Linked DNA regions of Sus scrofa: all the other regions are linked to region 1. A link is a contact called in public Hi-C data. All regions are on one chromosome and are shown on one strand. The core of a region is the stretch at or near the end of the contact, and the rest is flanking DNA. Distances in the headings are between cores, read along the strand shown.

What was found. Hi-C and Micro-C count contacts between places; a contact is called where the count stands out from the background.
Region 2: a contact with region 1 is called in a Hi-C map of liver, with 1.7 times the contacts expected there. The contact joins two enhancer-like sites. A contact is called at or near these places in 2 of 47 Hi-C or Micro-C datasets (embryonic fibroblasts and liver).
Region 3: a contact with region 1 is called in a Hi-C map of liver, with 2.7 times the contacts expected there. The contact joins two enhancer-like sites. A contact is called at or near these places in 3 of 47 Hi-C or Micro-C datasets (liver and skeletal muscle).

What each region holds. Positions count from the first base shown.
Region 1 is chr1:31,720,903-31,725,095 of Sscrofa11.1, reverse strand. ENPP1 (ectonucleotide pyrophosphatase/phosphodiesterase family member 1) reads left to right here. Exons shown (of 25, transcript XM_021087933.1): 25 at 1-806. Among named protein-coding and RNA genes, the nearest start is that of CTGF, 49 kb to the right of the region's middle. Within about 2 kb of position 2,170, at least 14 of the 83 cell types and tissues checked have an H3K27ac peak or open chromatin away from gene starts, as enhancers often do. A contact at or near this core is called in liver, where this site is marked.
Region 2 is chr1:31,294,141-31,298,333 of Sscrofa11.1, reverse strand. All of the region lies in intron 2 of MOXD1 (DBH-like monooxygenase protein 1), which reads right to left. Among named protein-coding and RNA genes, the nearest start is that of MOXD1, 14 kb to the right of the region's middle. Within about 2 kb of position 1,978, at least 1 of the 83 cell types and tissues checked has an H3K27ac peak or open chromatin away from gene starts, as enhancers often do. A contact at or near this core is called in liver, where this site is marked.
Region 3 is chr1:32,036,997-32,041,189 of Sscrofa11.1, reverse strand. It overlaps LOC106508846 (a long non-coding RNA gene), which reads left to right. Exons shown (of 6, transcript XR_001305923.2): 5 at 2,141-2,273; 6 at 2,382-4,193. Among named protein-coding and RNA genes, the nearest start is that of ARG1, 19 kb to the right of the region's middle. Within about 2 kb of position 1,974, at least 2 of the 83 cell types and tissues checked have an H3K27ac peak or open chromatin away from gene starts, as enhancers often do. A contact at or near this core is called in liver, where this site is marked.

The DNA of each region.
Region 1 (4,193 bases), core at 921-3,420:
TTCAATGTTTCAAACATACTCATAAATGCTTATTGAAGCATTTTTATGATGATTGTCATAAAATCTTTGTCAGATAATTCTGACATGTGTCTTTGCATTGACACCTATTGTCTTTTTTCATTTAAGAAGATTTTTCTGGATCTTCATGTAATGAATGATTTTCCACTGAAATCTGGATATTTTAGGGATTATGTATGAGACTGTAGATCTTATTTAAACCTTCCGTTTTAGATGACTTTCTCTTGTCATCACCCTGGCAGAGGAATCGGGGGCACTGTCTCATTATTGCCAGCTGTGAAAGCGTCCAGTTTCCTTACTCAGCCTCCATTGGCACTTGGGGTGAGATGAGACCCTTTTTACTGGGCAGAGGGAATTTAGTTTCCTACTGGAAGGCATCCCAGACGCCTTCCTGTCTGGGATGTGCAGGGCACCTTGTTACTGATGCTGTGGACAGGAGTGGCAGGGAAGGCTTTATTATCAACAGGTGAGGATAAAATGATCAGCTTTCTACTCAGCCTTCTCTGACGTCATCCTGGCATAGGACTTGGGGCACCTCTTCACAGCCTGGCAAGCCTCTGTCTTTGCTGCATGGTTGGAGTCATGGTCTTTTCTGTGGTGTTTGGCTGGAGTGGAATGGTTATTTTTTTCTCTCTTGCTAAGCTACTCCTTTTCTGGCCTTTTGGCTGGAGAGATAGCAGGCCTTTCTTGGGGCCTCTTTTCATTTATACTCATTGGCATTTCCAGGTTGCTGACTTCCTCTGTTAGCAAGTCTGAGATCTATGAACTAAAAAAAAAAAAAAAAAAAATCCAGGGGAACTCATTAGTTGTTGAACAAATCAATGTTGTTCCTTGGGTCTTGAGGTCCCTAGCCTGTCTGCATTTTCTCCACCTCTCATAGTCTGTCTATATTTGTCTTATGTATAATAACTATGCTTTTTATCTGCACTTAGCAGAAGGATATCTACTTCTTTGTAGAAGTGTCTCATTGATTTTTATATATTCTTCAGAACACATGCAGACACAGTTGCCTCTATGTAGAGCATCTTAGCAGATCTTAAATGGATAGATGCCTTTCCCCTTTTCTAGACACCAGGAGTGCATGAAAACCAAGTTACCATCCTTATAGTCTTAGAGAAAGAGGGGAGGCAGCAGATGTGTAAATGATCCCTAAAAGATGGTAAATGTTATAATGGAGCCATGGGCCAGGTGCCAGGGATCATAAAGGAGGCACTGGGTGCTGCTTGGCAGTAGCAGCAGTGGCTTCTCAGAAGTGGTGACAACTGGACTAGGACTTGAAGGATGCATTGGAGCTCTTCAGGTGAATAGGTGAGGAAAGGGCATTCTAGCCTCCACTGGAGAGATACATTTTGGGCATTTTTCCATTTGTGGTTACTTCTGATATTTTCTGCAAGTGTCACTGGGACCAGCTTGCAATATGCAGTGGTTTCATTTTTGTTAATCCCCTGTTCTTAAAAGAAATGTCAGACTATAAATTCTGTGATGATTTTTTAAAGGAAAAGACATCCACATCTGTTCCTACTTAGCTTTCGTACAGTTGTTTTTATACAGTATTTTTTTTTTCTTCTCATCTTGAAAGAGACCCTTTCTTTCCCTCTTTCATCAACTTAAAACATGTGACTAGTCTCTGCTTTCCCAATTTGAATGGTAAATCCATATGATCAAATACAGAAATGTCTTTATCCTACTTTTTCAACAAAGGCTATTCTTTCCTTTTCAAATGAACAGCAAAGCCTTTATTTATTTATCCCTAATTTTGCTGCTGCCATGCCTCCAATCAGAACTTCTTAAATGAGGTAAGTAACTCCTATACAGCATTTTCTAGCCAGGTAGTTTATTCATGGCAAAGCAAAAAAATCAGGTGGAAACTTAAATATTTCCAAGAATCAGAGAAAAGAGGGCAAACCTTAGGGAGAAGAAGGCAAGTATTCAGGTTCCAGCATGGTAAGTAGATATGAAGAGGACAGGTAGGCCAGTTGGCCCGGTTGGTCCTGTTTTGGGAGATAAGACAGACCGGAATGGAGCTGAACTCCTAAATCCTCCAGGAAAGGCTGTAACCCTTGACTCTTTTCTGCCATTAGCCGCAGTAACTGTCCTGCCTGGATCTCTGGGTACGTGTTTATCTACAATTGAAACTGTTGTTTGAACTTTGAAACTGAATGTGATGACAGTTGACGCTGAAGCCTATCACAGGAATTTGGTGTGCGGGTGCTTTCCTAAGTACCAAGTCAAACTTTATCATGGCCTTTCCCCTGGTTTTTGGCCAGTCTAAATATTTGTAAGGTAGGAAAAAAACCTTCTGTAGACTAAGTGTCTCTAAGCTAAGAAATGTGGATTGACAAATAAAAGTTGTATATATAGAAGCTTGCCTGCTTTCCTCTGTGCGTGTGTGTGTGTGTGTGTGTGTGTGTGTGTGTGTGTGTAGGGTGAGGGAGGGGGAAGGGGGGTGTTTCTCTAGGGATTGATACTGAGGGCAGAGGTGGTAGACAATTAACCACAGCTGTGTTGTCAGAAGAAAAACGATCCAAAGTTCACTTCAGGTTCACAGAGTAAATATCCATTTCTGATCTGTGGCTTATATCCTTGTTTTTGATATTTCAATTACATTTAGTGTACTTCGAAGTAAAAACAAGTAACAGGCATATATGTATATCCTTCTAGTATTTAAAATGGTCTGACTGGGTCACTTTGCTGTGCAGCGGAAATTGACAGAACAATGTAAAGCAACTATCATAAAAAAAATAATTTTAAATAATAAAATGGTCTGAAACCAGGAGGAAAGTCTTCAACTTATAACTTCCATAGATTTTTTTCAACATGAAATTTTTTTTTTTTTTTTGTCTTTTGTCTTTTTGTTGTTGTTGTTGTTGTTATTGTTGCTATTTCTTGGGCCGCTCCCACGGCATATGGAGGTTCCCAGGCTAGGGGTTGAATCGGAGCTGTAGCCACCGGCCTACGCCAGAGCCACAGCAACGCGGGATCCGAGCCGCGTCTGTAACTTACACCACAGCTCACGGCAACGCCGGACCGTTAACCCACTGAGCAAGGGCAGGGACCGAACCCGAAACCTCATGGTTCCTAGTCGGATTCGTTAACCACTGCGCCATGACGGGAACTCCTCAACATGAAATTTTTGCAGTTATCCTCTCCATGACATATTAATAGTGACTGAAGAAAAAAAAAAGATATTTCCTAGAAATCATATCCATGCTAGAAACCACAGATGCATAAAATAGGTTTTAGTCTACTAGAAATGAAAGAATCTCTAGAATTGGGATTATACCCACCGGATAGCAAAAGGAAGCAATATTTTTAAAAGTCACTTTCATTCCACCCCAATGTGATCGTTTTAAATTTACCTTCAGGGAGTTCCCGTCGTGGCGCAATGGTTAACGAATCCGACTAGGAACCATGAGGTTGCGGGTTCGGTCCCTGCCCTTGCTCAGTGGGTTGACGATCCGGCGTTGCCGTGAGCTGTGGTGTAGGTTGCAGACGCGGCTCGGATCCCGCGTTGCTGTGGCTCTGGCGTAGGCTGGCGGCTACAGCTCCGATTCGACCCCTAGCCTGGGAACCTGCATATGCCGAGGGAGCGGCCCAAAGAAATAGCAAAAAGACAAAAAAAAAAAAAAAAAGGATAAATTTACCTTCATATTTGCTCCCAAACCCTCAATTCAGGGAACAATTTGAGGATTTTAATAAAAATATCCAGAAGTGCTTTAAATTTTTTTTTAATTTTCTAAAATTAAAGAAATAATTTGGGCATTCCTGTCGTGGCACAGCAGAAACAGATCCAACTAGAAACCATGAGGTTGTGAGTTTGATTTCTGGCCTCACTCAGTGGGTTAAGGATCTCGTGTAGCTGTGAGCTGTGGTGTAGGTTGCAGAAGCAGGTCAGATCCTCTGTTGCTGTGGCTGTGGTGTAGGCCAGTGGCTGCAGCTCCAATTCGACCCCTAGCCTGGGAACCTCCATATGCCGTGGGTGCAGCCCTAAAAAGCAAAAAATAGCAACAAAATTTTACTAAGCATATAGTTGATATACATTGTGTAAGTTTCAGGTGTACAACACAGTGATTCAATTACGCACTTATATGTAACTTTTCCAGATTCTTTACCCTTATAGGTTATTACAAAATATCGAGTATAGTTCCCTGTGCTATACAATAGATGATCCTTAT
Region 2 (4,193 bases), core at 729-3,228, 430 kb after region 1:
TTAGCCCCTAAATGGACATGAATCTTATGCAACTGACAGCAGCATTTAGAAAAAAGAGCTTAGGCAGGCAAACTCTTTGAAATCCGTTTACACTAGGAGGGCATTCCCTACCTATTTTAAAGAAATTAAAAAAAAAAAAAAGACAGGTCTGAGAGAAACTCTATTTTAGAATGTTTTCTAATATTAATTTATATGCTCAGTGCCTAATGGAGTGAATTGCATGTTGCAGAGGCACATGAAATATGCGTGGTTTTAGAAGGAGCATCCTGACTTTCCTTTTGCTAAATCTAAACAAGGGCATAATTTTTGAAAATAAAAGATAAAAAGCCATGAACCATCCTCCAATATTCACATCTTTGTGGTACAGGAACAGTTTAACCTAATGGGAGCAAATTATTCCCCAGTAGTACCTTCCTTCTTCCTTCAGCCTGCATTAAGAAAATACATGGACTATAATCAGTCTTGATGATGTCAAAAAAAGGAAGGAGAGGAAAAAGCAAGGAGGGAAAGAAAGCAAGTCATGCAGGAAACAATCTTGAGAATCTGTCATGCAGATTGGCTAAACCAAAAAAAAGAGTATATTCTGTGTTTAAGGGTTTCCTGACAATTTGACAAAGGGACAAGTGTTATTTAAGGATAATTAATCAAAAGACTTATTTGTTATTATTATCCTCTGGGGAAAAAAAAAATGGAGAATGAAATTAACAATAAAACATTGACCAGTCAAGAATCTGGATAACATCACCTAGAAATTTACATTCATAAAACCATTCTGAATAGTGCTCATGAGATATTTAAGGACATTTTCCAGATCATTTTTACTATTTGATTTTTACCTTTAGAATTAGAACCAAATGGCGCCTCTCCCCTACTCTGTCCCTTTTAGCAAATAGGGCTTTGCTGTACATCCAAGGTGAAGGCCGTTCCTTAGCCATCTTGCTGAAGTGCCTGATATTCCAGGACTTTTAAAATAAAAGTAGGAATACTGATTACAGTGCACTCTCATTGTCATGGTCTGTCTTGGATTGTCCCTTTGTCATGGATGACAAAATAACAGCTATTATAAAAGTCTAGCTATATGATATGTACATTAAATATACTTAAAATTATAAATGTAACATAAAATATTGATAAATAAAAGTAGGCACCAATTATCATTAAAAATTGACTTTTTAAAGACACCAGGCTTGAAGAGTACTCAAAGAATGAAGAATCTATAGATTTTTTTAAGAGTTTAAGAATAAGGAGTTCCTTGGTGGCGCAGTGGTTAACAAATCCAACTAGGAACCAGGAGGTCGAGGGTTCAAACCCTGGCCTTGCTCAGTGGGTTAAGGATCCAGCGTTGCTGTGAGCTGTGGTGTAGGTCGCAGATGCGGCTTGGATCTGGCGTTGGTGTGGCTCTGGCGTAGGCCGGCGGCTACAGCTCCGATTGGACCCCTAGCCTGGGAACCTCCATATGCTATGGGGGCAGCCTGAGAAAAAGACAAAAAGACAAAAAAAAAAAAAAAAGAGTTTAAGAATAAAAATATGTAGATGTTTTATGTGCATATGAAAACTAATATGCAAAGCCATGCTTCTATGTACCTACCTACTCATTTTTAATGTTCTGTAAAGTGAAATATGAGGTAATATTTCCCTAGGTTAATGGTTTTATGTGGATTTCAATCATATTCTAACTCAAATATCTGCATTAGGATCAGCTTTACTATGAATTTGTCATTGAGGCATTACTTTTTTGTTTTTATTGTAGATTATTATATTAATCACATATTAACATTGTTATCCTTTTAAAATATAAAATATTAACTGTTACCCTTAAAAATCTGCACTGATAATTAGACTCTGGCAATAAAACTAATCTGCAGCTATGTCTTAAAAAATACTGCTTCTGGAGTTCCTGCTGTGGCACAGTGGGTTAAGAGTCTGATGGCAGCAGCTGGGGCCACAGTGCAGTGGGTTAAATGATCTGGCATAGCCACAGCTGCAGTGTAAGTCACAGCTGAGGCTCAAATTCAATCCTTGGCCAGGAATTTCCATATGCTGTGTGTGCAGCCATACACTACATACACACACACACAAGCGTATATACATATATATGTAAAATACATATGTATCTTACTTCTGAAACATATTTTCACAGGATATTTTTCCTTTTGAACATGTTATGCCTTGAAAAAAATGAGGACGCATATTATTGACATTTCAAAATACTGTGTGGCAACAGTAAAGTATCAGTCAGTATCAGCAAAAGTTGGCATTATCATTTCACATGATAGCCAGGGAACTGACTGCCACTTTCAAACCAAGATAACATGCCAAAAACGCTCGCTTTGATCTCTACAAGATTGCTACAACCTCTTGTTAAAAAAACATGATTACACAGATGTGAGATTGGTTCTCAATCATTGTCCGTCTTTTTCTTTTTTTCTTTTTCTCTCTCTTGAATAAAATCTCTGCAACAGAAAAGAGTCTGACTGGTGCTATGCTAAACAGGATGAAGTGAAAACTCTTATGGGTGTAATAAAAGATATGAATAAACCCCAGTTCAGTCTGGGGAATTGAATGTAAGCACAGCTGCAGGGGGAACCTTGAGAAAAATGTTACATTTGTCATCATTTTCTTCAACAGGTGCTTGTAGTTTTTCTTCTTTTTCTAAATCTCAAAAGCCTTGTTACTTCAAACATTTCTGTTTGTTATATTAATTTCTATAATAAGTTTTATGATGGTTTAATAATAGTGATAGTATAATAACAAATATTTTTGTGTTCAAGAGAATCTTTGATCCTAAAAAACCATAAAACTGTATAAACAAACTGTATAAACAAAATCTTCAGCGTTCAGTATAAGCTGATTTTAATAAGCTGTTTCTTCACTAATCTTAGAAATTTGAGAGGAATATCAAAACAGAAGTGGTTTGCCTTTTAGAAACCACTTGAGATAAAACTGAAACCCCCTAAGTCTATTAAGAGATCTGTTCAATAGCAACCAGAATGACAAAATAGGAGCCTTGTTAGCTTACGTTCCAGCGAGGGGCCCACCTGAGCAATCTGTTTTTGTTCTTTAAGTGCCACCTGCTGAAAATACACATCCAGAATTTTCTCCCTCAGCGAATCATCTCGTTTTAGTTTTCAGGTAATTCAATACTTTGCCGTAATTACAGAATTATCAGATACAGTGTAAAATTAAAACTTTGACTCGATCTCTAACAATAAACTTCAATGGAAAAAATTTCAGCTCTTACCACTGAAATAAGATGTTATTTTGCCTTTGCCCTATTCCATCATCTTAACTTTTGTTTGTTTGTTTTCTTTTTAGGACCACACCTGCAGCATATGGAAGTTCCCAGGATAGGGGTCAAATCAGGGTTGCAGCTGCCAGTCTATGCCACAGCCACAGCAATGCTGGGTCCGACATGCATTCCATCTTGGTGAAAAGCCAGATCCTTAACCCCTAAGCAAGGTCAGGAATTGAACCCACATCCTCATGGACACTGTGTTGGGTTCTTAACCCACTGAGCCACAACAGGAACTCCCATCATCTCAATTTTTTAAAAAATTTAACTTCTCTTAACTCTAAACTCTAACTTACGGTTTAGTTGCAGGATAAGCTGATAAGTTTAAAAATTTACATAACAGAACCAAAATTATTTAGATAATAATTACTTATAGAAAAATAAGACAGAGAAGGATTGGAAAGCCTTCAATTGGAGGGATCCAAAAAGTCCCCGTGGAGGCAATGAGACTTACTTTAAGAAATAAAGCAAGTTAGGAGCCAGCCATGAAAAGCGTGGAGGAAGTAGATCTAGGAAGAAAGACCAGCGCTTGGGGAGGATCTAGAAGGGGATGGAAGGAGGTTTAGCCAGTTTGGTGAGGCAAATAAAAGCAAGTGTGATGGGATGATAGTGCGCAGAACAGGAAAATGAGATCAACAGGGATCAGATGATGCCCTAGATGTTGTGATGGCTTATAGGTCCATGTTGGGAGTTCAAATTTAATACTAAGCTTATAGAGAAGTTATCTGAGCTTTAAGCAGCAGATGACATATTCTGATTGATGAGAAAATGTGTGTGTGTTCCTGTGGATACCATGTAGAGAATGAAGAGAGGATATAAGATCTGTGCTCTAAAGGCAGAAGTGACACAGTGATCCCAGAGGTTCAAGCTTGAATGGTAGTAGTAAAACTGAGGGGCTGTG
Region 3 (4,193 bases), core at 725-3,224, 320 kb before region 1:
AATTGTGTTTCTGGAAATTCCCTTGTGGCGCAGCAGGTTAAGAATCTGGTGGTGTCACTGCGGCAGCACAGGTCACTGCTGTGGCATGGGTTCAATCCCTGCCCTGGGAACTTCCACATGCCTCGGAATTTGTCAAGGTTTTCCATTAATTTTTATTTTAGATTTCCCTTGGCTGTTTAAGGGAATAACTGGTAGCAGTTATGGGAGAACCCCAGCATCCCATCAACCCTATTGGGGCTCAAATGGGGAACTTCTTCCAGGATGAACATGAGGATGTCTGTAAGGCCACTAACTTGGGGGGCTTTTTAAGAGATTGTATCATCTCTTCAAAATGGAAAGACAATTCAGGCAGAATATTAGTAGAATGAATACTCATGTAAAGATGTTGAAGCAGTAGGTGTTTTGTGAATGTTACAGTTTTGTGTTTCAGATAATTCTTGGATCTTTAATTTTTCCTGAGCCTTTTACCGTAAATCTTTCAATAAGTTATTTTGGAATTTTGAAACCCTTTGGAGTTTTCTCCATGCCAGTTAAAATAGGTATCCCATTCTGTCTGACTTGGGAGTACTTGCTTTCAAATGCCCTTTTAAATAACCAATCTTGTCTAACTGGAACATTCTTCATAAGGCCATTGTAATTCTAGGTTGTCTTCAGTAAATTGATGCATGCCCCTAAAGAAAGATCATAATTTTTTTTAAAGCATAAAATTGGCTAGGGTTCCTAAAAGGGGAAGGGAGGGGGTAACTTTAGAACATTTAGATGACTGAGATCTCATTTTTGGAGTTTTCCTGAGAACAAAGAAAAAATTTCTACATAACTTATGCCTTGGGACTTGGGTATTTTTTGATAGTATGTTTTTCATGGGATACTTCTTTTCCTGGTAGATGGCCTTGGCCTTACTTGAGCCATGCCCCGGTGTTTCTCCTTGCAGGGAATTTTTCTTGCAGATGGCTAGTGACCTGTTGTGAAACTTGCTCACCCATGACCACTATAGGTCTTTTTTTTTTTTTTTTTTTGCCACATTCATGACGTGTGGAAATTCTCAGGCCAGGGACTGAACCTGCACCACAGTAGCAACCCGGACTGCTGCAGTGACCATGGGGGATCCTTAACCCGATTCACCACAAGGGAGCTCCATTTGTAATGATGTCCCTTTTAATCTCCTATGTTTATTTTTGCCAGTGCACTTAAAAGAAAAATTTCTTCCTTTCCTACACAAAGAGTGGTCTGTTATTGACTTTTGTACTCCCTTGCTTTTGTACCTAACCATGTATCCTGGTAATCTCTCCACAGTGTGTTATTTCTATCCTTTTCTAAGGGTATAGAAAGTCTCTCTTATAGTCTTCATATATTGAGTTTTTTAATCCAGCATCTCTTGAATAGTCTCATTATGTTTAGGAACTATGTAGCCTCACAAGGGTAGATACTGAGACCAGGCAAATTGATTCCCACATCTCCCCACTCCTAGCATCCCCCTTGCAAAAGTGCATTGTCATATTTCTTGGGTCCCTCCAATCAGGCTGAACTGGCAGTGAGCCCTGGGGGAAGGCAGTTCTGCATGATACCTCTTATGATGACCTCGGTGGCAGCAGGATTGTGAGGCTTCTGCGTGGTTCCCGGTGCAGATGCGTCATGGGTGACTATGGCGTTTGCAGATGTGATAAAGTCCACTCGACGGCATCAGGACAAACAGTAGCATCTGGTGCTCTGTGGCAGCAGTCACCGTGAGGACCCCCTTGTCAGGCCCCCTCTGTGGGCATGTTTGAGGTCTTGTTCCCAGAAACAGCCTTGAGTGGCTTTCCAGCCCTCTCTGCATTTCTCTGAAGCTGCCTGGGATCCTTTTAATAAATTCCTTTCTCAGCCTAATTGGCCAGAGTATGCTTTCTTTGCTTACAACTAGGAACTCTGACCTAAATCCTCTTTATGAAAAGATAATGACTTTAATGATTAAACAAGACTAAATATAGAGAGTGAGAAAAAGGAGTGTACCATCTGCCCTCACTTCATCTGTAATAAATTATCTTTGACCCACTCTCTCTAAGCCTGTCCTCAATATTTCTATTATCCTCATTATTCTGCTTTAAAAAAAAAAAGCAAACAAGTTTTGAATTCTATGTTTTGCTTCCTCATTGTGTGCCAGGATGGTAAGTGGAAGTGGTGAACTGCAGGTTAGCCCTCAACCAGTGCCAGCATTTCTCAGGGTCCGTGGCCCTTCTCCTCTTGTTGTGGCAGCAAAGATGGCTTTGAACATGACTACTCTCAAGACAGGAAAGGTAAGAGAGGAGTCGAATGGCTGACTTTGGGATCTCTACAGAGATTCTTGTGAACTTCTGGGTAAGGGAGATGTTGATTTTTTTTATTTTTTATTTTTTGATTTTTAGGGTCACGCTCATGGCATATAGGCTAGGGGTCTAATTGGAGCCACAGCTGCTGGCCTACACCACAACCACAGTGATGTTGATCCGAGCCACATCTGTGACCTATACCACAGTTCATGGCAACACTGGATCCTTAACCCACCAAGAGAGGCCAGGGATCGAGCCCGCAACCTCATGGTTCCTAGTTGGGTTCCTTAACCCTTGAGCCATGACAGGAACTCCCCAAAGAGAGATGGTAATCTTCAAAACATAATTTTCAATTTCAAGAGCCAGTATTTGAAGGTCCCAGTATTTGAAGGTCCCAAGAAATGTGATTATTTCATTTTCAGAAGTCTGAAAATCTTATCTTCGAATGTCAAGAACAAAATCAGGAGAAATTCACACATTAATGTTTGCACCAAGAGGCACTGAGAAGAAAGAGGGCTACCATGGGGGAGGTTTGGGTTTTCTCCCACTTCTAGAGAAGATGTGGCTGAGTGGATCCGTGGACCCGAAGATTCCTTGGGGTGGTGCAGTAGGAGAGAGCTTTGTGGATCTTGCTGCCTAAAAGCAGAGGGGTCCGGGGCAGCGGCCACCAAGGGACTAAAAGACCATTAGCATCAGCAGCATGTGTCCACAGAGACGTGGCCACGTGACAGACTCTCGCCTGCCCCTGATGCCATGATCCTAGCTGAGCATGGTTAAACTCACTGCCTGGAATATGGGATCTAACGAATCATGTTCTCCTATTGTTATCACATTGTTATGAACAGGCTGGAGCTCTTCTTGGGCACGGCTGGAACCAAGCGCTTGCTTAATGAAGTTACGCTAGGCTACCGAAAAGAGGGACTGGCTGACTCCTGAGAGGACAGGGGGCACGGCAGTGTGCTGAGCACACTCAGACCTCCAGCAAGGGTCAGAGATGAGAGTGAAAGAGAACACTGGGCTCTGGGAGGCCAGGCACCCTTCACCGGTGCCTCTCCCGGGCTCTGATGTTGAAGGAGCTGTAGTCAGGCTGCTTACATTCAGGAGGGAGAAGAGGGGTCCTGGGAGGTCCGTGGTGCAGAGAGAAGATGTCGCACCTCAGACACAGATCCGGGAAAGCCTGATGTGACCTGGATGAGACCCATAACCAGGGACGTAATTTTCTCCTTCTTCCCTTGTGTTCTCCAGCCCAGAGTGGTCTTGGATGCTTTCCACGACTCCCCTCTTCATGCCTAAGCATCCCCTGACCCTGAGACCCCCCCCCAAATCTGGGGCCTCCACCTGGCTCCTTGACCCCCACTGCTTTTGTTTTTCATCACTTGATTCCTTCCCGCCAATCTAGAAGGCTCAGGCTACTTTTACGGTTCACATACAACTTTATTAAAAAAAAAAAAAAGTGGGAGTTTATTTTCCTTTCCTTATAATAGATTGTAAACTCCTTTGAGACAGGGAACCCACCTTCTACAAGGTGCTTTATATGATGGACTAGGCAAACAGGGGAGGATTTCCAAATGTTGCCTGATGGACATCTGGTCCCCTCCATTCTGATGGGAATGCTGACGCCTCTGTCCTCAGCGTCACAGGGGAAAATTACAAATAGCACTAGATGTTCCAAACGTGTTTGCTTTTCTTTCCCAAGAGGACTACTTTGTGCTTCCCTAAGTCGTTCCACTTGGTGGCTCACCCAGCTATAACTGTCCAATAAACTTGTCTGGCAAACGACCTCATAGAAGCTGACGCTAATAACCTCGAGGACAAACCAGGATTTCTGGCTTCGCCTGTTGACTTCAAGTACCTGGAGCACTTGTTCATGTTTTCTTGACTTTGTTCCACATTTAATTTTCTTAAAAG